Regions from separate parts of the Mus musculus genome. Here region 1 is linked to region 2. The links are chromatin contacts, called in public Hi-C maps. All regions are on one chromosome and are shown on one strand. Each heading gives the region's core, a stretch centred on a gene start, on an enhancer-like site or on the middle of the called end of the contact. The rest is flanking DNA. Distances are from core to core; before and after follow the strand shown. Region 1 has its middle 51 kb from the start of 9130015L21Rik. Region 2 holds the start of 9130015L21Rik (RIKEN cDNA 9130015L21 gene).

Region 1 (3,498 bases), core at 654-3,153, 51 kb before region 2:
ACACATTTATCTAACTCCAAGTGCAATCATACCTCTCCTCACTGTGGGAAACCACTGCTTTAAGTGTTGCAACGGGCTGAGGATTCTATCACTGCAGGCAGCAAGTCGGGACCAAGGAAACAGGAAGCCCAGCTCTCTAAGGAGGAAGAAAGATCAGTGCCTTCTGAAGATCAGGGAACTGTGCAGTCAAATTCAGTTGAATCCTTAGTTTGGCCCTGGGATTCTGTGACTTGGAGAATCTGCTCTGCCTTTTGATGGAATCTTCATCGCTATGAATGGTGCAACTTCATCCACAGAGTTCTAGACAATACCTGTGTGCTTTGCCAGCCACGTCTCCAGATTCTTGGGAACATAGAGAAGAAAAAATGGGATGAGTAGAATTCTCATATCCGTGGAGCTCAGGAGATGCGACGTCAGCACCACATACTGTGATGGCAGAACTTTGCTCTCTTCTCAGGTGCCAGGCTCCGTTTATTCTCTTCATCTTCAACTGTGAACTCTTCATTAGTATTTGTTTCCATTTTCACGGGACTTAAGGACAGACACCAACACTTCCGACTTAGGACAGAAGTGTTCCTTCACGGCTTCTACCAAATGCTGTTGCAGAAACCCCATCACGATGAAAATGAGGACAACATAACATAGAAAGAATTTTCTATGTATAATAAAGGTATTGGGGAGGCACTAGTTACATGCACAAAGCTAAAAGGCTACTTGAAAATCAAAAGGTAAAATTGAGCAGATTTTTTTCAAATGATGCTAATTACTACTTCAAAGAGCTTTTTGAAATAATTTATTTACATTTTTTTTTTGATGTTTGCCTTGTGTGACTCAAATGTTGAGGAGCACAGGCTGCTGAGATTGGGATAGGTGCCCTCAAGTGTCCCCAGTTCCGTGTTCCTTCACAACATCTTGCTGCATTTCCATAATCTCTCTGACTCACAGCCGCCTGCTCCCTACCATGCGATCATTGTTTTGAACCGCACAGATTTCGACGTCAGAACCAGCCACTTCGTGTTTTTTTTTTCCACCAAACAAAATTAACTGACATGCCAAACCAAAGCAACCACAAGGAAAACTCAGCCGTGTGCTTTTGCTGAACTTGGGTGGAGGCGGCTTCCAGGACTAGGACATCAATTAAAGGGACAAGAGCATCCCATTCTCTATGTGACTGTACCTGTCATAGGGCTTTGCTAGCTGGGGACCACTCGGACTGCCTCTTCTTTCCTCATTGAGAATACTTTTAATCTTATCAGTTCTATGGTCACTCCTGGACTTCATAGTTACCGTTTCTTTTCTCAGTCTTAAAGCTAATTTGGAATTTGCTTCTTAGGACCACAAACTTTCTCAGACATCAACCTTATTTACATCTTTGTCTGTGGAATATTACGTTATTTGTGTGTGAGAGTACTTAAGTATGTTAACTCACCATATAGGCAATCACTTATCAGTTCTTTGAACCTTGGCCGCTTACTTAGCATGGTTACCTTGTCTGAAGAAGGCTGTGCCTTAGTTTTTACAGATGCCCAGCTTCTGGTTGTCTTCTTCCTCATTATTCCAGAGACCAGAAAGAAAGATTAAAGTAATTTTTACCTCCCTGTCCTCTAAGAGAACCAAGGTCTTGAAAGACATGCTTGCTCCCCTTTGTCTAGAAGAGAACTGGCTTTGATTTAGGAAACCAAGGCTGGTGGAGACTGACTCTGCTGGGAGTAACTCCCTTTGGGGCTCAGTTCTAGGTGTCAAGGAGGCTTCAGAGCTGGTCTGGCTTCTGCTGACAGCTCTAAGAGCTAACCAGCTTGGTATACAGATCCCATTTTCTCCTGCCCGTCCTCTGCTCTGTTCACTCTGCTTAATAGAATGGCTCTGCCTTCTCCTTAGTGAACTATTTTCAGTCAGTGAATTTCCAGAGCTTGGACTTCACTCTCATTTCCAAGGTTGAGCATGTGATTCCGTCTTTCTGGCCTCAGTTCAGAGGCAAGAGTGGGCATGAAGCCAGATGAAGGAGTCTCAGTTTCTCACACTGGGGAAACCCTACTCATCTTTCAAGACCATGGACTTGACTGCTCCGTAGTCTCTACTCCCACAGAGCATGTGCTACCAGTTCACACAGAACCCAACTCCAAAACAAAACAAAACAAAACAAAACCCCACCAACTCTCTCCTTTTTGTCTGTCTTCTTCTGGGCTGGGGAGTATAGGGACAAAGGTTATTTTTAGCTCACTGTCAGTAGCTCAGAGGGAAACTGCACTATGGTAGGAATTCAGGCAACATTGGCTGACTGAGGGGAGGGGTTGTAGAAGGGGGCTTCTATCTGGACAACGGGGAGGCTCTGATTGAATGCAGGGACAGGGCTCAGGGCCTGGGGTTTGGTGACATGACACTTTGAATCTGATCTCCAAAGAGCCTTATTAAGAAAACAGTAAAGCTGAGAATTGCACCAGTGTCTCCAGCAGACTCCCAAGTCCCCACTAATGACTCCTATTATAGCTTTCCATTGCTTCCTGTTTCCCCAAGAAAGTCTCACATTGTCATCCCGGCCTGTTAAACGTTCTGTGGGCCCATTATCAAAATAGCATTTTCAGCTTCATTGAACACATGTAGGAAATGTTGTCGTGTTTAAAAGGAAAAAAAAAAAGAAAAAAAGAGCTCACAACTCTGAGAATAAGCCCAGATTGTATTGGGGTAATTATCTCTTCTCCAATAGCTTTTTGGAAAAGAGGATATTTCTAATTTTTTTTTGGAAAGCTAAGCTGTACATCGAAAAGGCTAAAGTTGTCACCGATTAGATTAGTGACTCAACAATTGAAACTTGACATTCAATTAATTTCTCCTTCCCCCACCTCCTGCTCCGTGCCTCGCAGGACAACCTTTCTTCGTAGTAATAAAGACAGATTGCACACAGGTTTCTGATGGGTGTTTGGTGCAGGGTCATTTCTGACTATGTTTCTGTGGAAGTGGAAAGCAAGCCTGCAAATTTAAGTGGTGAATGGATCCCAAACATGATACTGCGGGGGTTCAGACCAGGGTCACTCCAGATAGAAGGCGTGGCTCAGAGGAATGCATGTGCTGCAAGAGAGAGGGGACCAAAGGGACTGGAGAGGCCCAGCTGTAGAAGTGCATCTTTGGTTCATCATCAGCTGCTTAATGACCATTGTCTGAAGCTCTCAGTGTGATACCTTTAACAATACCTCTGCAGTCAGAAGGGCTAGAGGCTGAAGTCCAGCTCTGCCATTAATCAGAAGCACAGTGAGTGCATCACTACTATTTTTTGCAAGCTTTGTTATCCTCACCTGCAAATTCTGGATGGAGACATTAGCCTCATTCATTGTTAGTTTTTCCTTCCTTACCTATCCCCCCCCAACCCCCTCCTATACAATCTAGAGCAGAAGACCTGGCCTGGGTGGCTCGGGATGCTCTGACACCAGTGAAGAAGTGAGGCTATGTCATATAATGACAAACAAATGGCTTTTAGGGACACAGAGGGAGCACAAACACTGG
Region 2 (3,244 bases), core at 442-2,941:
TTGTCTCCTGGGACTTTCAGAATGACAGAAGTGGCCCAGAGTTCCCATCCAGGGTGGTCTCTGACGGGAATGGGAGAATCTAGGGAAAGTTTTGATGAAAGAACATTAAAACAGAACCATATTTTGGGGGCTGAGATTTCCAACTTGGAGTCCAAACAGAAAGTATTAAAGGCTCTCTACAAAGACAATGCTTTCCTCCTTCCCTTTGGGGCTGAGATGGTAGAAGTTTCCTTGCTGTTACTGTTTGCTTTCTTAAACACAAAAGCAAGTTTAGCTCGGAACTCCAGGATGGAGCTGGGGAGAGAATGATCCATTTATTAGAGCAGAGGAGACACTTTCCAGCAGATCTGCAGGGAAATGCCCTTTGCCTGCAGGCCCTTGGCGCCCAGGCTGGGCTAAGCTGATTAAAGCTCCATTCAGAATCGCAATAACCCAAAAGCTATGCTGGGGCCACTGATGGGCCTTAAGATTAGCCACTAAACTGATCGCTCTCCCTGGGATTGTGGCTGTTGTATTTTTGGAAACTGAGCACTTAAAAAAAAAATTCTATTTTCTCATGGCTTTCCGTGCGAACCTCATTAATTTCCCGAAGTCTCTGCAGAAGAACAATTGCTGTAATTCCATCTGGCAAGGTTCTAAAGCCTGAAAATTTCTCATAGAAAATAAAATATATGGAAAATGAATAGACACACTTATATATGACCTCTGTAATAGATGGCCCAAGTATACATAATAGGCTACACTCTATATACAAACACACACATATGTGTATATAAATATTTTTTTTCCTTGCCTTTCTGCCCTTATCCTGGAATTCTTAGCAATTTGGCCTGTCCCTGCTTATTAATGATGTTTCCAGAGCAGAGCTCATTGGTGCATTTTCAGCAATGGGCTGATTAATAGGTGGGCACCGGGGAGCTCTTTGAAAGCCAGGGCATTGCTGGCTTGTTGACCTTGATGCTCAGGGGATAGTCTTGCTTCAAACTATGGAATCTCAGTTAGCATCATAAATTGTGGAGCCACTGGTTTTATTACCCTTCTGCCTCCTGCTGGGAATGTTGTTTCTCTTTAATAATGGGCTGAGCAGCAGCAATGAGCACCCCTCCTCCTCCCTCACTTGCCCTGTGCATTCCTCTCCCCCACCTCCACTCTCCACCTCCTGCCTTGATCATCAAAGAGGAGGCACAAACACACTCCCATGCACACACAAATGTCACACACACACACACACACACACACACACACACACACACACACACAAACACACACACACACGCTCCTGGGATCATACATATATACAATATCCATACCTGTCACCCTCCCTCTGTTTAGCTGTAAGACTTAGTCAGGACGCACCCCCTTTTCCTGGCTTGGCATAACTAAATCAAGCAGGGATTTTCAAAGGCTTAAAAAAAAAAGACATCAAAGCAAAACAGAAAGTAGCCAGTCCAAGGATATATGAAAAGCATAAAAATAGTCTTGTTTTCAAAATAGAGAATTCTAGAGTCTCAGTCAAAATAGTGACAAGTGGCCTGCTTTCTTAGTAGTGTTCTCAGAAGAGCAACGGTGACGCTGCTACTTCTGTTTCTTACCTCTCTTTTTCTGCAAGAGCCATCCCCACTTCTGGGCCCTCGGTGCTTAACCTCACAGACAGGCTCCAAGATCCTAGACCTGGGCTAAGGGAGCCTTCTGATTGATCCAAGCTCTCTCTAGCTCATGCGTCACATCTCTTCTTCTTCGTTGCCACTCTTAGGGAGGTGGGGGTTGGGTGTTCTTGTCCATCAAATCCTCTTTCCAGTCAAGAGTATTATGTTTTTCTCCCCTTTCACAATAAGCACACAGTTGTAAATTTGTGTTTATTTATGGGTGCATTTGGTTAATGTCTGTCTCCATCTCTGGAATGTAAACTCTTTTAACTAGGGATCCCACGTCTGATTACACTCAATCCTCAGATCCTCAGCGTCTGTCCTCTTACCAGGAATAGAGTTCACATTCAATAAATATTTGTTGATGGGATAAATAGCCCTTCTGTGTTAGATTATACACAGTGTATGAATGACTCCTCGGATCTTACTCGGGTCCAATGTCTTGAATATCTCTGTGCTATCCTACATGTTATTACTGTCTTGTTCAGATCTCCCTTGCTGAGATTCCCCAGAAGGTGATCAGTAGCTAGTGGCCAAGTAATATGGAAATAGAGAAACCAGACTCCCTGTTTCAAAGTGAGAATTCTGAAGTCTGTTCAGAGATCCTAAGGCCCATATTGTTGAGACTAGACTTCAGCTGAATCTGTGTATTAGTGTTTGATAACTGTAACAAAATAACTGAGACTATTTATAAAGAAAAGGGGTTCATTTCAGCGCATCATACCTTATAATACAGAGAGATGAAAAGTTAGACATATAATATTAGTAACAGTATGGTCTTGTTCTGCTCTATGTAATTTTTTCTAAATAACATATATTTTGTCTTCACCACTCAAAAGCATGTATTATTGTTACCTCTATTTGACAATTGTAAAGATGCAGCTCACATAGTGCTGGGATTTATCTAAGACTACACTAACAAATGTTGGGGCTGAGATCTGACTCCGGTGTCTGGACAGGTAGCTGGGGAGTGTCCTCTGCTCAAAGGTAGTCACTATTCTGCTCACCTGGGTAGAATTTTGTACTCAGAATGGCTACCGTTTTACATTATAACTTATATTTCTTGGTATATTTTCATGGTGTATAAGTAATGGCTTAGAACAAACATCTTTTAAAGACAAAGATGCTGACAATAATGATGCTGCCAACTCTTTTCAGAGGGTGTGAGGAACTCAGAGCTGTCTGCACATCAGGGCTTCTCATGGTCCACGTGTCTTCCATTACTGGTAATGGTTGCCCTTTCCGCCGCAGAGTCTCCATCACTAAAGACAACCACACTGCTGTCTGGGCTGTAAAGAGGCTGTCACTCAAGATGCTGCGTGGAATATCACTCATTGATTCTTTAGTGTCTAATGAGTGTCAATTTGGGTGACATGTAAATGGAAGTGTGGCCAGAGTTCCCAGACTGAAGGGTAAGCTTGTTCAGGCTGCTTTGCTCTGACTCTCTGTGACTACCTGTCCAGGAGCTCGCCACGAGTGCCAGAGTCAATGGTTTGCTGCAACAAATGGGAAGCGTCTAATGCAGGAACCCCATGTGATGGTCAATTGATATGTCTATCTGGTTCCCTTTTTAGTCTACATTGGCTAAAACAGTTAGA

Evidence for each region. Hi-C and Micro-C count contacts between places; a contact is called where the count stands out from the background.
Region 1: a Hi-C map of uterus shows a contact between it and region 2. The contact joins the enhancer-like site here to the promoter of 9130015L21Rik in region 2. A contact is called at or near these places in 1 of 15 datasets of contacts at CTCF or cohesin (the NIH/3T3 cell line) and 2 of 484 Hi-C or Micro-C datasets (peritoneal macrophages and uterus).

What each region holds. Positions count from the first base shown.
Region 1 is chr2:160,065,571-160,069,068 of GRCm38.p6, reverse strand. No RefSeq gene overlaps it. Among named protein-coding and RNA genes, the nearest start is that of 9130015L21Rik, 51 kb to the right of the region's middle. Within about 2 kb of position 1,903, at least 48 of the 459 cell types and tissues checked have an H3K27ac peak or open chromatin away from gene starts, as enhancers often do. A contact at or near this core is called in uterus, where this site is marked.
Region 2 is chr2:160,015,100-160,018,343 of GRCm38.p6, reverse strand. It overlaps 9130015L21Rik (RIKEN cDNA 9130015L21 gene), which reads right to left and starts at 1,691. Exons shown (of 4, transcript NR_040499.1): 1 at 1,593-1,691.